Linked DNA regions of Triticum aestivum: region 1 is linked to region 2. The links are chromatin contacts, called in public Hi-C maps. All regions are on one chromosome and are shown on one strand. The core of a region is the stretch at or near the end of the contact, and the rest is flanking DNA. Distances in the headings are between cores, read along the strand shown. Region 1 holds the start of LOC123170018 (gibberellin 20 oxidase 2). Region 2 has its middle 120 kb from the start of LOC123170018.

Region 1 (7,461 bases), core at 1,224-3,723, 130 kb before region 2:
TAATCAATCACGCACACTAGACAGTCCCTTGGGCCTGGGCCGGGCCGTGCGACAAGGGCGTGGCGGAGCAGGTGGGCGGGTCGAGCCAGCGCGCGAAGGCGTCGAGCGTGCGGGCGTCGGCGCGGTAGTGGCGCTGCGTGAAGCGCATGAGCTCCGCCCAGGTGAAGTCCGGGTAGAGCCGCGGCGCCGGCGCCGGCGACGGTGGCGGGCGCACCACCCGGTCCTCCCGCGGGGCGAGGAAGTAGGCCAGCGACCGGCGCTCTTTCTCCCGGTGCACCACCGCGCGGTGGAGGCAGCTCTTGTACCGCCCGTTGGACAGCGCCTGCAAGCCATACATACACCAACTAATGCAAGTGAATCCGTGCTCGTCTGCTAGGCTAGCAAAAGAAAACCTCGGATCGGAAGAAGCCGAGCGCTCGACACGCGGGCTGCTCGCCGCCGGGATGCCAACTCGACACGTTTTAAATAAAGAGAAAGAAGAGAGGACGAGGCCGGCGCACGGACCGGTGCGGGCATGACGAGACGTGCGGAGGAGTCGTCGGTCGAGTGCTGTGCGCTCCGCTGCCGCGCGCACAAGCATAGACAGATAGGGGGGTGAGGGCAGGCAGGAGCTACGGACGGGCACTCGTCACGGCACACAGACTCCTTTGGCGTCACCCACCGCTGCGGGGGACAGGCCCCGCCGGCCACCACGGCCTGCCTGCCAAGATAGGCAAGCGTCCAAAACGGCCAAAAGAGAAACAACCGCGTATCCTTTTCCGGTCACTCGCTCTTGGTGGTTCAAAAGCTTGCCTGGAAAGAGACGACTAACCATGCACGCATCACTTACATATGCGTGTCCATGTGTAGACGTGCATGAATGCCTAATACTGGTAGTTGAAATATACAATCCAACAGAAGAACATAGTAGAGACACACGATGCAGTTAAGAGTTAACTAGTTAAGACAAGCGATGCAGTTGAAAGGCCGTTTGCTTCAGTCTTTATATATAGATAAACATGCACTTGTGTTAGCAAAAACGTTTGGCTTCTTCCCATGGTTCTCCTCCGGCCGACCTGTCGTTCTCGTCCTCTCACAAAAATTCATGTTGCCGTGTGCTCAAGGTGTTGCTTCAGAGGCAATTGTGTCCTTACGTGTTGATCTGTTGTTGATCACTGTGGATTGCGGAGAGAGCAACACTTTTACGCTCGTGACGACACTAGCAGCTATCCCATAGAGCAACGGTTCTCTGGAATAACAACTCCCGTATTTATTGAAGATGACACTACAAGTATTATCGAATCTAGTCTAGAACAAATTTAAGCAAGCGATGGTGCGTACGTTCCTGTAGACATCATAGCAGCTATCCCATACCATGACCGGCAGACCGGGAAGAGTACGTACCATGAAGGTGTCGCCGATGTTTACCACGAGCTCGCCGGTCTTTGGCCGCACGAAGCGCCATGCGCCGTCGACGAGCACCTGGAGCCCGTCCACGTCGCCGTCCTGCAGCAGGATGGTCAGCGCCGACGGGTCGCAGTGCGGCCCCGTGCCCAGCGTCCGGTCCGGCTCCGGGCACCGCGGGTAGTAGTTGCACCTCATGATGGAGCTGCCGTCGGCGAAGTAGTCCCTGTAGTACCCTCTCCCCAGCCCCAGGCTCATCCCCAGCACCTCCATTATCGCCAGCGACGCCTCCTCCATCGCCTCACAGTACTCCTGGTACACCTCCCTGCGACCACGCGTACGTAGTTTAGGTGTGTGTGCCAAAATCGGACTGCAGAAGCAGAACAATTAAGTCGGTTTACCAACCCTAGGTGCTTGAAGTCGTCGCCTAGGGCGGAGGTGAAGTAGTCCACGACGACGTGGCTGTTGCCGCGGGCGCCGACGTCGTCGTGGTTGTGGCTGAAGGAGAGAGTCTCCTTCCAGGGAAGCTTGGCGGCGAAGCGGTCGGCGTGGGCGGAGGCGTACCCTTCCACGGTCCCCGGGGAGCGGCGGGCGCCCTGCTTAGTGGCGAGCGGCAGTCGGAAGAAGTCCGCCGCGCCGTCGAGCGCGGCGCGGGCCAGCGCAGGGTCCACGCCGTGCCCTGTCACCTGGAAGAAGCCGTGGCTCGCGCACGCCTCGGCGACCTGCGCCGCGGCACGGCCCATCCCGGCGGCGCTGTGCAGAGCTGCGCCTATGTCGACCACAGGCACGTCCAGCTCCAACATCGACGACGGCCGTGCGTCGGCGTTGGGCCAGACGAAGGGAGCCGGGATTTGTTTTTGCTGCCGCCAGAGGTCGAGGACGTCGGTGGCACTGTTGCTGTCTGTCGCGTTCGCGTCCACGGGAACGCATGGGAGGTGAGGACTCCGAGCAACTTCCATGGCCGGAAACGGCATTGCTGCATTGGCTTCTAGAAAGTTCGATAGGTCCACCATGGCAAACACACTATGTGCTACTGGTGGGCGGGTTTGAAGGAAGCTTGAGGGCTATTTGTAACGAGAAAAGCCGGGCCAGTTTGATGCACGACAAAGTGACAAGCCAAGTTTAGCACAAGTGATGGTTTAATGTACAAACTCCAAAAAAACCGCCCCACATGTCATACAATAATTCAGATCTTGGAATAGATTCTACATACATGTTTTAGGTACAGTTTTGTTAAAGCACATCTAGATGTGCTCTAAGTATTGCATATCTAAACCCTATGTCATTGATTTTTCATTAAGATTCGTGCAAGCATTTTCTTTTGTCTTTTATTATTATTATTATTTTTCTTTCTCGTTTGATTGAGTCATTTAGACGTGCAATAACTAGGTATACCAAAATCATCCACATGTCATAACCCCATGCCCACAAACCGAGGGTAGCTCAGATGGTGAGATGGTTAGGTTCCTTGGTGGAACCAACCAACCAGAATTCAAATTCTAGACCTGGCATTGATGATCGCATTTTTTCTGGATTTATTTTAGGTCTTTCGGCCATGTGTGTTTAGTGGTAGGAGACGTACATGTCGACTATGAAGGCGTCTATGGCGACATCAATCTCAAGACGATGTGTTGGCTTAGTCTATCGGAGATGCCCATAAGAATAGGGTGTGCATGTGCGTATGTATGAGCGTCTACTTCTCTACTGTGTTCATAACAAAATCCCATGCCCAATGCCAGTTTTGTTGGATCGTTGTTCAAGCGATCTGACTTGCAATGTGAAGCAACCGTGTGTGCGTATGACCTGTAAAACAACTATCCTGTATGCCAAATCACAAGTCATCATAAGATTGATTTTAGGTAGAAAAAACAAGTTAATCCCACGCCCCTTCTCAGATGCACATACATGCATTCACTAGATGACAAAAAGTTGATGTCAACAAACATTTCACCAAATCAAATGTTTTATAGCTCAAGCCATTGGTCCGATTCATACTCCTTTCTCACCATTAAATCCATCGTGACAAAGTCTTTGAAACTAGATTCGATGTTGCTTGTTTTGACATTTTTTTGAAGGTACAAGGTTGTAATGCGTATGTTACCAATTTGTTCACACGAAAGTTATTGAGCATTAATACTGGACTTTTTCCCCTCACATTTTCATAATTTTTGAGGTCGAAAGTTATCGCCTGGTACTATAAGAGTTACCGATATTGTTCACATATTGTAATCGACAAACATTACATTGGTTGTTAGACTACTCATGGATAATCATAGGTTCTAAATTTGGACATCGCCACAACCACCAATGTAACCACATCACTACTATGTTGGTCAATTGTGACCTAACACAGTCGACAAACGTAACAAGAGCAACTGGTAACTATAGTTGTCCCATGTTGTTAAATATCACATGACAGCTGAGTAACTACATAGTTGACATGTTGATAACTGTGGCATGGGCAACCGGTAATTATATTGGACTGTTATACCTTGGTTTAACGGACATCATGGATGAAGAAGTCTCATTTTGGATTTCTTGGTGTGAATGAGGTTCTCTGAGCAAAAGGTCATTTGGAGACACAAAGGAGGACGAGTGGGCTCGCCAGTTTTTTAGGGGGGGGGGGGGCTTGCCACCGGTGGTGTATGATTTGTCACAGGATTTGGTGGACGTGCTGCTGTAGTGTGATGATTAGCCAGACACGGGGTACATAGGCAATGGTAGAGACTTCATGACCGAGACGACGGGAGCGATGAGGAGCTCGGCCACGACGACGGTGAGGAAGGCTAATTACGGCGCCCTCGGCCAACTCAGGCTCGTGCGTGGAGCTGCTACCTTATCTCTACGCTTCGGTGGCTCTATTCTCGGCCACGTAGGGTACTCGTCGGCTAGAGGGAGGAGGAAGAAGTGAAGGAATAAGAGAAGAGAGAGGGGAAATATAGTGAGGGGGAAGAAGATATAAGGGAGAGGAGGAAGAATTAAACGGAAAGAGAGAGGAGGAGAAGAAGGAAGTGAAGAAATAAGACAAGAGGGAGAAGAAATAAGTGAAGGGGAGGAAGAAGAGAAGGTGAAAGTTGATGAAGCTAGATGTACAAAGTAGTTTGAGGCAATTGAGTTATATATTATGGCATAAGACTGCACCGACACGCTACTAGTGGGACACTTACTAGTGGCGTGCCTTGCATTGGCATACCCATCATGGCATGAATCCCTACTAATCACGTTCATACCCATCATGGCATGATTCCCTGCTAATCAAGTTCATTTTTATTGTAACGTAGTTGCTTTTCTCTTAAAAATTGCTAAGCACGTCCATACCCATCATGGTATGAATCCATGGATGCATATATACTTATATACAGTTATATATATTGTTTGTATAAGAAGTACATGTTTGAGTCATAAATTTGTAAATTATTATTATGTCATTTTCAAATTCACTTGAACTTTGGTTATTACAGTATATACCGAAACCATACCGAAATAATTTGGTTTACATCAATCCGAACAATAACTTAATTCCTTATCATATTTACTGAAGTATTAAAATCGTACAAGCCGAAAACCATTATAAACCGACCCATGTAGATTGTATAAGCCGAATGCACGGAGTTAAGTGTATGTGCGTGTATGTCATTATTTTCTGCCTCTTCGCCTTTCCTCCAAGCGAACAAGCGGTTAGGGTTTTTGCCTCTCGTCGGAGGCATCTCCGATTTGCCTCGTCTCCTGTGACCTTAGGACTAGGGGGGGGGGGGTGGATCCCGACCCTTACTGGCGGGAGGGTTCGTTTTTATTTGTTTTCTTTGAGTTCTACTAGGATTTTTGTTCTAATCAGGGAGACGAGTCGGCGGTGCCTCCCTAAAGATGGAATAAGGTTCTCCATGCCTAGCCACTGTTCCGGTGATGCGTCTAGCATCGTCGGAGGGCACGTTGAGGCGTGTCTCCAGTAGTCCTCGCAAGATTCGGTCGGTGGTTATCTTTGATGGATCCACTCGAATCCGGTCTTTGTTCGTCTTCGTTGGTGTGTCTTTAGGTTGGATCCTTTCGATCTACGCTTCTCTTCATCGGTGGCAGTTGTTATTCTAGTGCATTGGCCCTATGAGGCCTTAGCACGACAATCTCTGATTGTCTACTATGACAAGTTTTGCCCGGCTCCAGCGAGGGAGGAGTGATGATGGTGACACGCATTCAGCTTGTTTCAGTGCTTGTAGTCGTCACTGGGTGGTCGATGGTTTTGGATGTTGATTTTATTATTTTTGGTGTTCGTTGTGTTGTTATATTAGTGATGAATAGATCAAAAGTTTCCTAGAAAAAAATGTATGTGCGTGAATGAGAAAAAACATAGCGAATAAATTTGAAGTCATGAACGCTTGTGTTCGTGAGCCATAAGGACGCCAAAACCAAGTGGAGATGATAACCATGTTAAGAATACCTTTTATTGATTATTGGAAATAATCTGTACAAAATATGTTTATATTATTCAACAGGGTTAATCTTCCAGAATTCTGTACCAAAATTGGACATGAGACCCGAGAGGAAGCGACGAACAGCATTGAAGTGACTACCGACAGGACAACGGAGGGGAGGGAGAAACATTTGGACGGATGGTTTTGGCCTTTGTGTGGTGGGTGCACATGTGTCCCCATCCTACGTTGCCACGCGTGCTAGCTTACGCATGGAGACCATGCCGATCGATGCTGATCAAAATATCTTCCGATGCAAGTTGCGTATTTCCATGTGAAACGACGCTGGGCCCATGCTGAATCCAACAGCCATTGAAAAGGAAAACTCAATGTTGCTTTAGCTCTTCTTATCGGAGAAGATCGAGAGAACAGATCGAGGGAATGTGCATCACGAATGAGGCTGTGGCAAGGAGGACAAGGACCTGCATGCATGCATGATTGCTGGATCACAACAGACTAATGTTTTCCTCACTTGTGTGCGATAGCAAAGGGGCCAAGGCCTCACTGCTAGCAATATACTCCTTGGAACCAAAACTTGATCACAGCGGACTGATGATGAGCACTGATTTATTTGGTTTGTTGAATCAGGATTATGAACTCTGATTGAATTGTTTGCCATGCAAAATTTATCTTCCAATTGTTTGCACGTTATGTGCATCTCATTGTTTTTTTTTCTTAATTTTGCATACTGATGCAATTTGAGTTGAAAAAAGAGGCCGAAAAAGGTAAGGGGCATGTTCAAGACAGATAAAGCTATCCTTGCACACATCGCCACAAACAAGTAAGGAACGGGTGTGCCTTCAACTCACTCCAATGCTTGTAGTCGTCGCTACGTGGTCTACGGATCTGGATGTATTTTTTTACTTCTGATGTTCTTTGTACTGTCTTGGTAGTTGATGAATAGATTGAAAGTTTTCCTAGCCAAAAAGAAGAAGAAGAATGGGATGGAGAGAAGTATTGGACGTGATTTGATGAATCTCCTTTAGTGACCTATAAGCACGTGAGGGCGTCTCTAATTGTGGTCCTCAAACCTCCCCCATCTGTGTGTCAAACTGCCCGGACAAAAAAAATGCAGCCCAACAGGTCTCCTCCAATATTGTGTTACATGTTCGGACACCCCCCCCCCCCCCCCCCCCCCCCCCCAAAACTCAGCCCATATGTGAGAAATAAATTGGGTTGTTCGAACCTCCACTCCTACCTTCCCCGCGGTCGGCCACTGCGTCCCCACCATCGCCCTTTGCCGCCCGCCGCCCGCCTCCCGAGTAGCCCGGTCCGCCTCCCCTGTTGCCCCTTCTTTGTTTTATGCCTCACACCACATGGATCATGGTCGACGGAATCGGTGGGGTGACCTACAACGTCGTTGCCGAGCATGGAGAGTCACGCCCGCGCCGGTGGCCGAGGCCGCGAGCTAGCTCTCAAGGCGGCCTCGCAGGCGGCTGTCACGAACGAGGTCGTCGACATCGTCTATTTGAGTTTGCCACACACCCTTGGTGGCATCCTCGTCCATGCCTGCATCTGTGCCCTTGGCCAACCCCGACTTGGGTTCGTCGCAAGGGGGGGCGCCCCGACAACCTCACCCAGGTTGGGGACATCAATGTGGCCTATGACGCCGAAT
Region 2 (6,971 bases), core at 4,217-6,716:
TTAGGTAAGGGAAGAGAAATTTCATGACATTACCCATACAGCGGTGTTTGGATAATTGAGCAGCAAACATTTAGCATTGGGCTTCAAATGTTCTTGTTAAAAATCGGAGTACCATAGACATGCTTCGAGATAGCATTGACATGGTCAACAGGTGAAAATCAGACTTTGGAAACAAAAAGGATCCATCAGGAACAACTTATAGAATAAGTCTTACAATTTCCTCACGGAAGAATGACTAACCTTGCCAAAAAGGAAACTATAACAATAGGTCCTCCGGCCAGGTGTGTTAGGCATGACATCACCTTACCGGGTCATAAATAGACCAATGTTATAACTCTTGGAAATATGTTCCAACCATCATATCTGACCGAGATTCAGATCTGATTGGTGTCAGGATAACTCAGACTCAGGATGCCTGAGAAGAAAGGTGCAACACAAATTGTCGAATCGACATCGAAGATTCTCGGGAGATGAACTATGGAAGCGAGTTCCGAACAAGGGTTCATCATTAAGTCAAGGAGAGGTGAGGAGGTGACTGATTGACTCAGCGACAATCCATTGAGATTTCCAAAAGATGGATTTCCACAACTATGTGAACAAGGAGATAACATTAGCTAGATCGAATGACTTAATGATGTATGCTCGAGGAAAACATACACAATTAAACATTGGTTGAAAGGTGCACCCGAATATGGGCTTAGGTAGCATGATCAATGTTAGAATGGTGATTCGATAACCAATACACAAGGAATGAAACTATCGTTCATTAACTTACAAGCAATAGGGTTGCTGGAAGTTTTGAATTTTACACATCATAGTTCATTTGTGGGTACTTCGGTTAAAATCAACATGGGGGCCAAGAACTGAAAGTAGACGGCAAGATGTATTACTATATCAAGAATTCTTAAGAGGTGGTAAAATTCTCACGACATTCTTGATATAAAAGATGGTAATACTCCAAAGTAAAGAAGAACAAATGCTGGATAGCAAGGATCTCAAGGTATAACACAAAACATGAACAAGTTTGTGTTGGGGGAGGCAAGAATGTTGTCGATGATAACACAATTCATCGAGGGGCAAGGATGGTATTTCTCATCCTGAATTTCGACACACAACTTGGAAGAAGTCAAACTGTTGACAATGATCACGACAAATTTGTCGAGAGGTTTTTAAGAAGATGTAATTGATTGACGATGACATCAAGTCAAAGGAATGATGAAAGCGAAAGGTTATTGGAACCACGGGTAGGACACAAACTCGAAATCAAGTTTGCTGTTCAAGGAGAAGTGATATGACGAGGAAGATCGACGCAAGATTAGCTCACTGTCGAAATTTGTGCGCTGGGAAGGACCAGGTAGCACAGTTAAAATCGGCACGATAATGACATAGCCGAGCAGGCTAGGGATGACGTGATCGAGTACGAACTCGTAAGCAAAGGAGATTACTAAGAGTTGTTTAATCGTGATGCGGACTCGATTCAGTTATCGATGTCCTTGAGTGTTTAATAACTCGGAGCCCGTGAAAAATTGGAATCAATGAGAATGTAATACTTGATGGAGAACTCATAAGAACTTATGCAGTTCCGTGATAATCTCGAGATACCAGGGGGTAATACTCGACGACAAACCAAAGTAGAGGTTGGACTGGGGTATTGCTCTTACAGAAGACAAGTGCTTAAACTTGTACGAGAAATGGTATTTAAAGGAGAACATGGTCGGAACCATGATTGCAAAAGGCCAGATCCCAGATATAAGATGAACTTATACCGAGGGAATAATTAACTTAAGAGAAGCTTTAATGATAAGAGTGGGTTTTGTCGTAAGCATAGAAAGAGTGAAGAGTGAAGAGTGGAAGCGGCATCGGATTTGGGGCGTAACGGAAAAGTCCAAGTGAAGTGAGAAAAATCATCTAAAATCACAAGATAATATGATAAACCCGAATTGCTAGGCACTGGAGATGTCCAAACATCACAATGAATAACATCAAAGGGAAAAGTAGGAATTGATGAAGGTGAAGAAAATGGCAGGAGAACATGTTTGCCGATGCGGCAAGCATGACAAGTATGAGCCGCTGATTTATTACATGGAAAGGGAAAAGTGCTCAAAATTTTATGAAGAGCGTCGGCGCCGAGATGACCAAGTCGAGCGTGCCAAAGTGAAACATCGGCGTGAAGAGCAACCGGACTGTCGCGCGTAGTAGGACCGCATGGGTAGAGATCATCGGGAGAATCACATCAGTGCAGAACCCTCCGGGAGCGAGTATCCTTAACAGAGAAACCGAGAGCGTCAAACTCAACAATGACATGATTTTCACGAGTAAGAGTACGTACAAAACATATGTTTTTGATTAAGGATGGTGAGACAAGCACATTATTAAGTGTTAAGGAAGAAGAAGGTAACGGGAGGGAGGACGAACCGTGATGGGTGATGGGGAGAGAACTCCCATCACCGACCACGATGCAAGAGGAGAAAGGATAGGGGGGAGGCACAGGAGAGGATACCGGGGTTGGAGGCCATGTGAGCGGCGGCGCCGGTGCCCATGTACCAATCACCGCCTCCGTTGTAGGTGCTCGACGAGGGTGCAACATGAAGAGCGGAGAGGAGCGCCGGGTCATAGACCGGAGGGGCGCCACCATATGCGTCGTAGCCCGGAGAACCACCGTAGGCCGCGGCGTTGCCGTATGCCGCGGGAGCCGGCACGGTCAGCATCGCTTGACGAGAGGTCGGCCGTGGCCCGAGGATGCCCGGAGCGGGGGGACAGGGGACGGGCATGGAGCAAGCATGCACGACGCCCGTCTAGGGATTGTACCCCGAGAGCCACGGCGGAGGGGGAGCAGCAGCGTTCGGCGCGGGAGGGCGCTGCGCCGTATTGCCGTTGCGGCCCCGACACCCGCGACCCTTCTACCTGCGGCCACCAGAGGGCGCTGGCGCGGGTGGTGGGGTGGGAGCAGGCGCGCGCGGTGCTGGCGGGGCTGGAGGAGCGTCGTGGCCGGCGGCGAGGGTCGCCTGCCGGGCGGAGTGACGAAGGCACTTCTCCTCCATGCGAAGGTACATGACTACCTTCGCGTACGTCGGCGTGACGAGGGAGAGGTTGGCGGCGGACTAGCCAAGGTCGGGGTGGAGGCCGCGAAGGAGGTTTGTAAGGAGGACGGAGTCGTCGATGGTCATGCCGACGTCGTGCAGCTCGTCGGTGAGAACCTTCTGTCGCGTGCAGTACTCACCGATCGAAAGATCGTTTTGCTGCATAGTGAAAAACTCCCCTTGGAGGAAGACGCGGCGTTGGAGTTGATTGTCGAGGAAGAGGTCGCACAACCGTGTCCACATGGCGTACACCAAGGGGTCACGGGAGTTCACCATGTTGAAGAGACCTTGGGAGATGGTGAGGAAGAGCCACTTGACGATGCAGGCGTCCACGGCAAGCCACTCATCATCGTCCTTCATGTCGCGGAAGTCGATGCTCCCATCAACGTGCTCGATGAGACGGTAGGAGCGGAACAACAGTGCGAAGTAGGTGCGCCATGCATTGTAGGACGGCGAGTCGAGGTCGAGGATGACGGGCACATGATCCTTGATGTGGAGCTCGTTGAGGCGATCGGAGGTGAACATGGCGCCAGCGAAGGAGCCGGCGTCGGAGGGATCGGCCTTGGAGCGGGACATGGTAAGAGGGGAGCGCGACGCGTTAGGGTTTGGGAGGTGGTGGAGGGAGAGGGCGGCGGCGGCATAAGGCGACGACAGTGTTGGAGAGGGTGGCGGCTGCGCGAGGGGTGGCAGCGGCGGTTAGGGTTTGGGAGGTGCGGCGGCGGCCACGGGAGGCTAGCGGCGGCTTTAGGGTTTTGGGGAGTTGCGACGCCGGCGGCAGTAAAGAGGAGCGGCGGCGGCCTAGGGTTGGAAGGGTGCAGCGGCGGCTACATGGAGGTGCGGCGGCGTAGGGCGGAAGCGATGGAGATCGTGAGGGAAACTGATACCATGTAGAAAGATGTAGGATGCAACTCAATTGTATTTCATGGAGTCGGTCACAATATATACACAGGATGTCTTGCGTGACAAAGAAACTAATCCTACCATATCTCTAGGAGTCAACTATACAAGGCTAGAGAAGATAGGAATAGCAATACAAATAAGTCACGTTCAACAAGTTCGTTCGCTTAGGATGGCTCAATGGAGGTCCAATGCCCCGCTCGTTGCAGCGAATTGCCGAGCGGACGCACAGGCGCGACTCCAGCTGGGCCGTCCCATTAGCGCAACACAGTGAAAACCCTGAAAAAATGAGTGCTCGAGGGAGGGATCGAACAAGGGACCTCCTATTGCTTACGCCTGAGCATAGCCAACGTGATAGATAATTTTTCTTGGTTTACTAGGGCGCGTGAAGCTAAAGATAATGTAGATCCGAACATTTTGTCAAATTCCGAACGCGAACAATTTTGAAAAAAAAATGTAAGCGAACACTTTTCAAATTTGAGAAGAAACATAAAAATCTCAAATAGTTTTTGAATATGTCAACAATTTTTTGAAACTCCGACCAAACATTTGGAAACGCGAATATTTTTAGAATCCGTGAACAATTTTTGAAACAGAACATTTCTTCAAACTCAGAACAAAATTTGAAAATGAAAAATATTTTGGAACAAAATCCGTGAACAAAAATTTTCGAACACATTTTTGAAATTTTAAGAAATGTGATTTTTTTTTGAAATCATGAACAAAGTTGAAACTCTGAACTTTCAAAAAAATACAAACAAATTTAAAGATTGCGAACAATTTTGGAGAAACATGATATTTTTTAATACTTTGACCTTTTTGAAAATGTGAACAAATTTCAAAATTCTGAATACTTTGGAAAATGCAAACAATTTTGTTCAACATGAACAAATTTTGGGATTTATGAAAAAAATTTGAACACACAAAAAAATTTTGGAAAATGAGAACAAAAAATTGACGAACAATTTTTGTAAACTCTGAATTTTTTGAAAACATGAACAAATTTTGAAATCACAAACAATATTTGGAAAGCATGAACAAAATTTTGAAACTTCAAATTTTTGGAGAACGTGAACAAATTTCAAAATTCTGAACTTTTGAACAATGCAAACAATTTTTTTAAAACATCAATACAATTTTAATTTTCGAAAAAATGTAAAAAACGAACAAGTTTGGAAGATGTTACACATTTTTTAAATTTGCAATTTTTTAAAAAAGGCAAACGAGAAAATATGAACCTGAAAAAGAAACAAAAAACAAAAGCAAAGAAAAGAAACAGAGAAGAAGAAACCGAAAAAAGAAATGAAACAGAAAAACGAAAAAAAAGGAAAAAATCACATAAGAAAACCGCTAAAACCGACATAAGCACAAAAACCGGTTCAGGGAACCTTCTGGAAGGCTCCCAAAACCGGCTGGCCCAGTTCTCGCCCTCGGGGGATCGCCTGTGCGAACCCTCGACAGTCTAACTTGGCGAATCCTATTTAGCGCTACAGGCGCCGGTTATAGCTGTTCTCTGTAAACCGGCGTCTGCAGCTACGTTAGTTGGGCTCGGCCCATATACCGTGTTTTCAACCGGCAAAAACAACGCCAGTTTCACGTAACGAACCTGGGGAAATCCTATTTGCCGCTCTTTGCGACAAACGCTTCAAACAGGCGAGCGACCGAGCAGCGACGCAACAGCCCGGCCCGTTGAATCGTTCCAACGCTCCAGGTTTTGGGAACCTTCTAGAGGTTCCCAGCTGGTTTTGGGAAACTTCTAGACTATTCCTTCAATTGATTTTTTCTTTATTCTGTTTTTTCTATTTTCTTTTTTCTGTTCTTCTTCTCTCATTTTTCTTTTTCTGTTTTTTTCATTTGTTTTTATTTTCATAATGTTCACGGTTTAACGAAAAATGTTCATAATTTTATAATTTTGTTCATGAATTTGAAATTTGTTCGTGTTCCAAAATTTGTCACAATTCAAAAATGTTCAAGCTTTTCAAAATTTACTCGCAGATTCAAAAAATGTTCACAATTTTACATTTTTGTTCGCGAATTTGAAATTTATTCATGTTTGCAAATTTCTTCAAAATGAGAAAAATAATTGCGGTTTCCAAATTTGTTCAGAATTCGAAAAATGTTCACAACATTATAATTTTGTTCACCAATTTGAAATTTGTTCATGTTTCAAAATTTGTTCACAATTTGAAAAATGTTTGCAGTATCAAAATTTGTCCGCAGATTTGAAAAATGCTCGCCGTTTTATAATTTTGTTCACGAATTTGAAATTTATTCATGTTTCATAAATTGTTCAAAATTCAAAAAATATCTATGATTTCAAAATTTGTTCATAATTCGAAAAATATTCACAATTTTTGTTCGTGAATTTGAAATTTGTTCATGTTTCAAAATTTGTTCACAATTCAAAAAATGTGCGGTTTAAAAAAAAATTCACATTTCAAAAAATGTTCGCAGTTTCATAATTTTTTTTACCTTTACAAATTTTGTTCTGGGATTACAAAATTGTTCCCATATCAAAACATTGTTCATGATTTTCGAAAATGTGGCAGTTGCGTTTCACAAAACATTCGAAAGTAGTTGCGTTTCACAAATCATTCAGTTTTTTTTTGTCGAAAAATGCGTTTGAAATTTCGAAAAAAAATCGCATTTGCGCTCGGCAGTTCATTTTTAATGTTTGTGCTGTATTTTGAGCATTAAAGCTTGCTAGCTCCACTGGTAGTAGCGCATTGACGCTAGGACGAGATCCTCGGTTCGGTACCCGCTCGGCGCTTTTATTTTCATGCTACAGTTCTCAATCGGGCCTTTATTTTTGAGCTACAGTTCTCAATCGGGCCGGCCCAGGCGTAGACCCCTTGTGCGTGCGAGCGACAACCTGCCGGAGAGAGCAGGTAGGAGCTCCCTCAAACCGGCGACCGCCGTCACAGTCACGGAGGTATGCTCGTCCAACCAGCATGCCACAAAGTGCGTTCTGGTAACCACCAACTGTTTTCTTCT

Evidence for each region. A called contact is a pair of places that touch in the nucleus more often than the background predicts.
Region 1: a contact with region 2 is called in a Hi-C map of an unstated tissue, with 5 times the contacts expected there. The contact joins the promoter of LOC123170018 here to the enhancer-like site in region 2. A contact is called at or near these places in 3 of 5 Hi-C or Micro-C datasets (leaf and an unstated tissue).

What each region holds. Positions count from the first base shown.
Region 1 is chr1D:361,865,562-361,873,022 of IWGSC CS RefSeq v2.1, reverse strand. LOC123170018 (gibberellin 20 oxidase 2) reads right to left here and starts at 2,473. Exons shown (of 3, transcript XM_044587870.1): 1 at 1,789-2,473; 2 at 1,384-1,708; 3 at 1-322. The coding sequence starts at 2,396. The coding sequence ends at 17.
Region 2 is chr1D:361,742,261-361,749,231 of IWGSC CS RefSeq v2.1, reverse strand. No RefSeq gene overlaps it. Among protein-coding and RNA genes, the nearest start is that of LOC123170018, 120 kb to the left of the region's middle. Within about 2 kb of position 5,466, at least 3 of the 8 cell types and tissues checked have an H3K27ac peak or open chromatin away from gene starts, as enhancers often do. A contact at or near this core is called in leaf, where this site is marked.